Regions from separate parts of the Gossypium arboreum genome. Here region 1 is linked to region 2. The links are chromatin contacts, called in public Hi-C maps. All regions are on one chromosome and are shown on one strand. Each heading gives the region's core, a stretch centred on a gene start, on an enhancer-like site or on the middle of the called end of the contact. The rest is flanking DNA. Distances are from core to core; before and after follow the strand shown.

Region 1 (3,565 bases), core at 812-3,311, 160 kb before region 2:
ATTACACTGTTAATAACAATTAACGGCTAAGTGATTAAAATATTACAATACGATAACGTAAGTGGATAAAATGTAACATTTCAAATATAAATAACTAAACTATAATTTGAGATAAATAAAAGTGACTATGAGTATAGTTTAACCTATGATAAATTATATGAAGTTTTATTTTATAATAACTATGGCACATAAAGGAGTTATTAAAATTTATATGACATGAATTATTAATTTAGTTGAATACATAATCTTTTACATACATTTATAGCATATTAAAATGATATATTACTATTGGTTGAATATTTATCTTTTAAAAATAATTCAAATTTAAATCTCAATTGTACTAAAAATAATAAAATAATATAAATTTTCTTTGTTATCTTTGCAATAAAACTAAAAAATTCGGCCACATAAGTCCTATTCATAGGTTGTTAATTTGGGATTATCTTTTCAATAAAACAAAAATTTAAAATAAAACTCAAAAATATTAAATTAAAAAGACAAATACCTCATTTAGAAAAAAAAAAAGTATGAAATACCCCACCATTTTTGCACGTTTTTTATTCCTTTTCCGTCCCCAGTTAAGTTCATAATTCCCTATAATAAATTCATGCACATGCATAGCACGCTAGTTTGAATATTTATTTTCATTTATAATAATTGAATCTGTGTCTAAAATGATAATATATATTTTTGATCTTATAAATAAATTTAAAATCACTCTCAAAATTTTGATTATATCTCAATATATAAAAGTGTAAATTATATTGGTATTTGTAAATTTCTTTTTGGTATTTATTTATGAAAATTTACAAAATAATCATTCAACTGTTTGATCTTTTTCTTATTTTAGAATTCTTTTTTTAGTTATTAGCCGTTAAATTACTAATAGAAAGATAACCTAATAGTTTCTAAAATTGGTATAAGAGCAGCTTTAACTTTTAATTTTTATACATTATGTGAATTTAGTTTTGATTAAAAAACTTTCAAAATTTACACATTGTGTAATTTAATATTTTTTGTAGTTTTACTTTTATTTATGACATTGAGGGTTAATTTTAAAAAAATAAAAAAGATAAAATTATTATCTTGAATTTTGAGAGTTTCTATTTTTGTATATTTTCAATCAAATTTAGTTTATAAATTTGTGCTTTTAACTTTTAGTTGAAAGAGTTACAAAAGAATAACAAAATTGAAAAGAAGATTATATTACACAATATGTAAATGTTGACGTTAAATTTTTTAGAATTAAGACTAAATTGATATAATGCATAAATATTGAGGATTAAAATTACTATTATGTTAATTTTAAAACCGCGACCTCATCTTTCCATTAGTCATTTAATAGTTGGTGACCAAAAATAAAAAAGATCAAATAATTAAATAACTAAAAACCCTTGCCATAATTGAATGACTAAAATATAATTTACCTAATATAAAAATAATTTACTAACAAAATTAATTATACATGTGAAATTAAAAAATATTATTTCTCTAGAAAAATCTAAACATGATCAGTGTTTCTATATAGATTTATACTATTTATAAAATTACTAAGTTTGATATCATTACTTATGCATTAAGTGAGATTAGCTCAATTAATAAAAAGAATTAAAAACATAAAATTAAATAAGAATAACATGTGTTTTAATAATTTATATAATAATGTTCTATAACATATTCATTTTCAAAATTTATCCAATTACCTACTAAAATAAATATTTATATTTCTGATTTTTGCCTATAACATTATCCCATCTTTTAGAAATACCATTATTTGCCAAAGCATAAAATTTATATTAAAACTAATTTATAGTCACTTAATGAATAAAAACTAAAATATTTTAAAAGTAACTTATGTATAATTCATGCGCTGGTCTATTCAGGTCGAGGTCCAATTTTTTTTTTTAAATTCAAATCTGTTTTCGGACTGATCACATAAAATTCATTTTACTATTTAAAATATAATATAATATTAAAATTATTTATATATCTTATAATTAAATTTAAATTTAAAAATATTTTTATCATTAAAATTAAATTCAGGTTGAATTTGATAAATCGAAATAAAAAAATTATTATCCAAACTCGATTGAAATTGAATAAACTTACCGAGCCGAGCGAACTACCCGACTCTAGTCGGAACGGATTTACCGGGCTGGGCGACTTGCACAGGTGTATTACAAGGTCTATTATTATAAAGAACTGGACTTTTGGGTATCTTTTGCACAGTAACTGAGGACCGTATGTCTGTTTGAGCTTTCATGGTGTCTCATTCGAACAAAATCGTACTCTTTAATCGTGACTTTTGTGGCCTGAGCTCTTTTCTCTACGGATATCATCGTCGTCGTCATCATCTTGTTGTTTGCATATAGTGGAAGTCAAGTTCATGTCTCCATCAGGTGAAGAACCCTACTCTTCACTCTTCACATTCTCTGTCTCAGTGGTCTTCAATTTTCAACTTTTCCCCTCCCCTTTTCCCCTTTTGGTTGGTACTTTCAGTCTTGTAATTTCCAGCTCTTTTTGTTGCATCTTTTTTAGTTTCCATTAACTTCTTTTTCCAAATCTCTTTTTTATTTATTTCTGTGGGCTATCATGGAGTTTTTCTTCAGTGCTTGTTTTAGTTCATCTCTATCTGAACTGATCTCCATGATAGGACACTTTCTAAACTTTTGATACTTTTGATTATGATGTATATGCAACTTTTAGTTTCTCTTTTGTTGAATCTAACTTGGGGGATTTTCAGCTATTCATCTGTGCTAAAGGTAATCATGAGACTATGCTGTGCTAAAGGTAATCACGAGACTATGAACATGAACTAGATATATGGTTTCAAGGGCTGAGTGAGACATTTGTTCGAACACTTTGCAGAAGACCAAAAATATTGCAGATAATTTAAGTCAAGAAGATTGGAATTGGCCATTGGGTTTTTTTTTTCCCCTAAGAACCGAGAACTAGACCGAAAACAGTTACAGTTTGAGAAGAAAAGAGAAGAAAGGCAAAAAGGAAGAAACTTTGGAGAGAAATGAGTGGTGGAGCGGAAGAAGGGGCAACATTAGAGCATACGCCAACATGGATTGTTGCAGCAATTTGTACTGTGATTGTTGCCATTTCTTTGGCTATGGAACGTTTGCTTCATGTTGTTGGGAATGTTTTGAAGAGAAAACAACAGAAACCACTCTTTGAGGCTCTTTTGAAAGTTAAAGAGGGTAACCCATCTCCCTTTTCTCTCTAATTTTTCATATTTTGATGTTAAATTTGATTGGAAGTGTTAAAGGGAAGGCTTGTAAAAAAAAGTCTGTTTTTTCATAAAAGACAATCTTTTCTCTGTCTTTTATGTGTTCCTAAAGGAGGAAAGTTAAAAGTGGTAAATTGCATTTTTGGTTTATAGGAGAAGCTCTTTTCTGTATCTCTCCATTGGAGAAGGAATTAAGACAGAAAAAAGATGATGTTTTGAACAAGTAAAAAACAGTTAAATATTACGCTTTTTTCTTTTTGATTATATGTTGAAGGATGCGAAATTTGCATATCTTTTTGAAGTTTACGTAGAAAGAATGGTTTTTTTATA
Region 2 (3,298 bases), core at 633-3,132:
TTCCTTTAAAGTATGTTTTAGGTCTCATGGACCTTCATAAAGGATGATATTGTTGATGATTCTTGTATTAATGTTATTGGATATCTGTGATTCTGAATTAGTTTGAATTGTTTTGTCTGTCTGGTAATAACCCTTACCTATTCCGGCGACGGTTACGGGATAGGGGTGTTACACTGGGTAGGAAACAAGAGTTGTTAGCACAGTCCGAGTCACATCATTATCTGTTGTACCTGCAAAAGTGGGCAATTTGATCAATATTTTTATTGGGTGATCAAATTAACAAAAAAATTTGAGGTGACAAAAATAGGAGCGACTCCTATTTAGAGTGACTAACGTTGTAGTTTACCTTTAAATTTATTAATTTTTACATATATAAATATGTTATTTAATTGTTTTAGTTTTAATTATTGAGGTGAAAAATGATATAAACTAAGCCCACCAATGAACACAAGACCATCACATTGTTCTGTTATTTTTGAAATTTTTCATATTTGTTTTATGGTTTATGTTTAAGATTCGTGGTTGTCCTTTTCAACAATATCTTCTCCAAAATTCAAACTAGTGTCTTCCTTTAAGAATGCAATGTAGCATACTATTATACCCAACACTTGTAAGTTACAAAAGATATTAATTAATGGGCGGCATAACTCAATGTAGTCTTCCAGTGGTAAAGTCTTTAAAAAATATCATTGTAGGTAAACTAGTCCCTGCAAGTTAGATGAGAGAGCAAAAATTTAATAAATTTAGCCATCGATTTTTACACTTTTATTCAATTTGGTCCCACTCTTTTATTTAGAACAAACTAGCCTTTAACATTTTATTATTGATGTGAAATTATTAAAAAAATTATAAAAATTATTGAAAAGTAGCATATAAAATGTTATGCAGCCATAGACCTAAATTTAATGTTTAATATCTTAACTTGTTTCATTAAAAAAAAAATAGGAATTGTTGTTTCTTTTGAGGCTACAAGTCATTCAACTTTGGTGAAAAAATTAATTATGTTGTTGGCGAGAAAGAATTAAGTTTTTAAAATTTCAAATTGTATCAACAATGTTTTTCGTCTTTGATCATTATATCGCAAACATCACCATTAACATTTTCCAATTGGTTACTATATTGAAATTAGTAAAATTATTTAATTTAATATTTTTTAAAATCTAAAATTTTATTTTATGTTTTTAGATTATCTTTAATAAAATCAACTCAAATAACCTATATTTAATAATTTATTTTGAACCTTAAATTTCTTTTGATTAGATAATCTTGAATCTTTGTTTTTTGGATTAATTGTTTGTTTTTATTTGAGTAAATAAGTGATGAAAAACTTGTGGATTTTGTTTGGCATGGAAGATAAAATTAATTGATTAATTAATTAATTGAAAGGATCTTTCTTTGCTTTTAGCTTAGTATTAATGAATAAATTTTAATATTATAGTAATAAATCATCGGCACTATTAATAAATAACTTTTTAACAATTTATTTAATTGATTTTGATGTTTTGAAATTTAAAACTTAATATGAAAAAAATTAAAATATTTGATAAAGGGTAAACAATTACAATTTACATTTTGTAATATATTATTTTAGTTTCTACCCTTTTTGACATTAATTTTAATGCTCTATATCTGATCAGTACTTAATAAAAAATATATTTTTTGTATCATCAAAATGAAAGTGTAAATGTGGCTGTTAGAGATTTGATGCTTGGGTGACTAAAACAAAAATGCCCTAAAAATTGAGTGATAAAATTGTAAGAATTTCTTTTTAAGTGACCAAAATAAAAGCCCAAAAATTGGGTGAGGAATTAGGTAGTTTACCCATTTTCAAATTCCATTGGTCCAATAAACTATTCTATGCATCCAACAGCAGGAGATTGCTTCCCACGTCTCTTCAGCAACTAGATAAGAAAGAGAGTAAGGGCTCTAAAGATAAAAGCTTCAAACTTTTTCTGTGTTCTGTTTTGGCTCAAAATTTCATCTTCCTAATCTTTATTCTGAATCAAACCCAGAAAAACTATGCCAATTGCTACCTTATCTCTCCATTCTTTAGGCTATTGCTGCCAAAAGTCTCCTCCTTTCTCCTTCAAATCTTCTTTTCTCTCAAAACCCACAAAAACCCAGTTTTCTTTTGCCTTCAAAACTACCGAGAAGAGGCCTTTTTCGCATATAGTCTCAATGAGCATGGAAGCAGGCATTGGAGTAATGGGCACAAAGCTTGGAATGATGAGTTTCTTTGAAACTGATGGCACAGTTGTTCCAGTGACTGTAGTTGGTTTTAGAGAAGGAAATATAGTGACCCAAGTTAAGACATCGGCTACTGATGGCTATGATGCTGTTCAAGTTGGGTATAGGAGAGTTAGAGATAAGAAGTTGACAAAGCCTGAGTTGGGTCATTTGGGGAAAGCTGGTGTTATTCCCATGAGGCATTTGCAAGAATTTAGGTTGCAAAGTGTGGGGGAGTTTGAGACTGGTCAGAAATTGGCTGTTGAAGAGATTTTTAAAGAAGGTGATCTTGTTGATGTCTCTGGGACTACCATAGGGAAAGGATTTCAAGGTTTGATTTTATATTTATTTATTGCATTTTGAAGGTTATGATGGTTTTATATTATGTTTCTAGTGGAGTTGTTGATGACTGAACAAAAGTTTGATATTTCAAATTAAAATCCTTGTGCTTGAAGTGAAATTAATTGTGTGAATCATAGCTTCATCAATGCTGGTGTTGTTAGGCTTCAATTTTGTCAAATTGCAAAGTTCAGAAATCGGTGATTTTTTTTCTCTTTTATTGATGTTACATCCATCCATACATATATGTGTTCTCCTTGTATATTTTGGTTAGTACCCAAGTATATCCTTTGGCTCATATTACATTGTTTTTAGCATATTGATATGAAATGCCGAGGGTTTCTTCAAAGGTTTTAGCTTCCTTTGCCATAATGTGGGTCTTGTTGTTTTGGCAATTCAAATTCCCCAATTGGTGGAATGTAATCTTTGGCATAATTTTTGCACAGGTGGAATAAAGCGCCATAATTTTAAAAGAGGTCAAATGAGCCATGGTTCCAAGAGTCATAGAGCATTGGGGTCTATTGGTGCTGGAACAACACCTGGGCGTGTATACAAGGGAAAGAAAATGCCTGGCAGGATGGGAGGAAGCAAAAGAAAGATCCGAAAGCTCAAGATTGTGAAAATCGACAATGAGCTTCGAGTTGTGATGATCAAAGGTGCTCTCCCTGGTAAGCCCGGAAATCTGCTACGTATAACCCCGGCTAAGATTGTTGGAAAGAACATACCAAAGAGC

What was found. Hi-C and Micro-C count contacts between places; a contact is called where the count stands out from the background.
Region 1: a Hi-C map of leaf shows a contact between it and region 2, with 2.3 times the contacts expected there. The contact joins the promoter of LOC108464290 here to the promoter of LOC108461277 in region 2. A contact is called at or near these places in 2 of 5 Hi-C or Micro-C datasets (both in leaf).

The regions. Positions count from the first base shown.
Region 1 is chr13:118,133,524-118,137,088 of ASM2569848v2, reverse strand. LOC108464290 (MLO-like protein 1) reads left to right here and starts at 2,061. Exons shown (of 15, transcript XM_053023923.1): 1 at 2,061-2,485; 2 at 2,744-2,790; 3 at 2,869-3,206. The coding sequence starts at 3,023.
Region 2 is chr13:117,973,926-117,977,223 of ASM2569848v2, reverse strand. It overlaps LOC108461277 (50S ribosomal protein L3, chloroplastic), which reads left to right and starts at 1,882. Exons shown (of 2, transcript XM_017761072.2): 1 at 1,882-2,557; 2 at 3,012-3,298. The coding sequence starts at 2,020.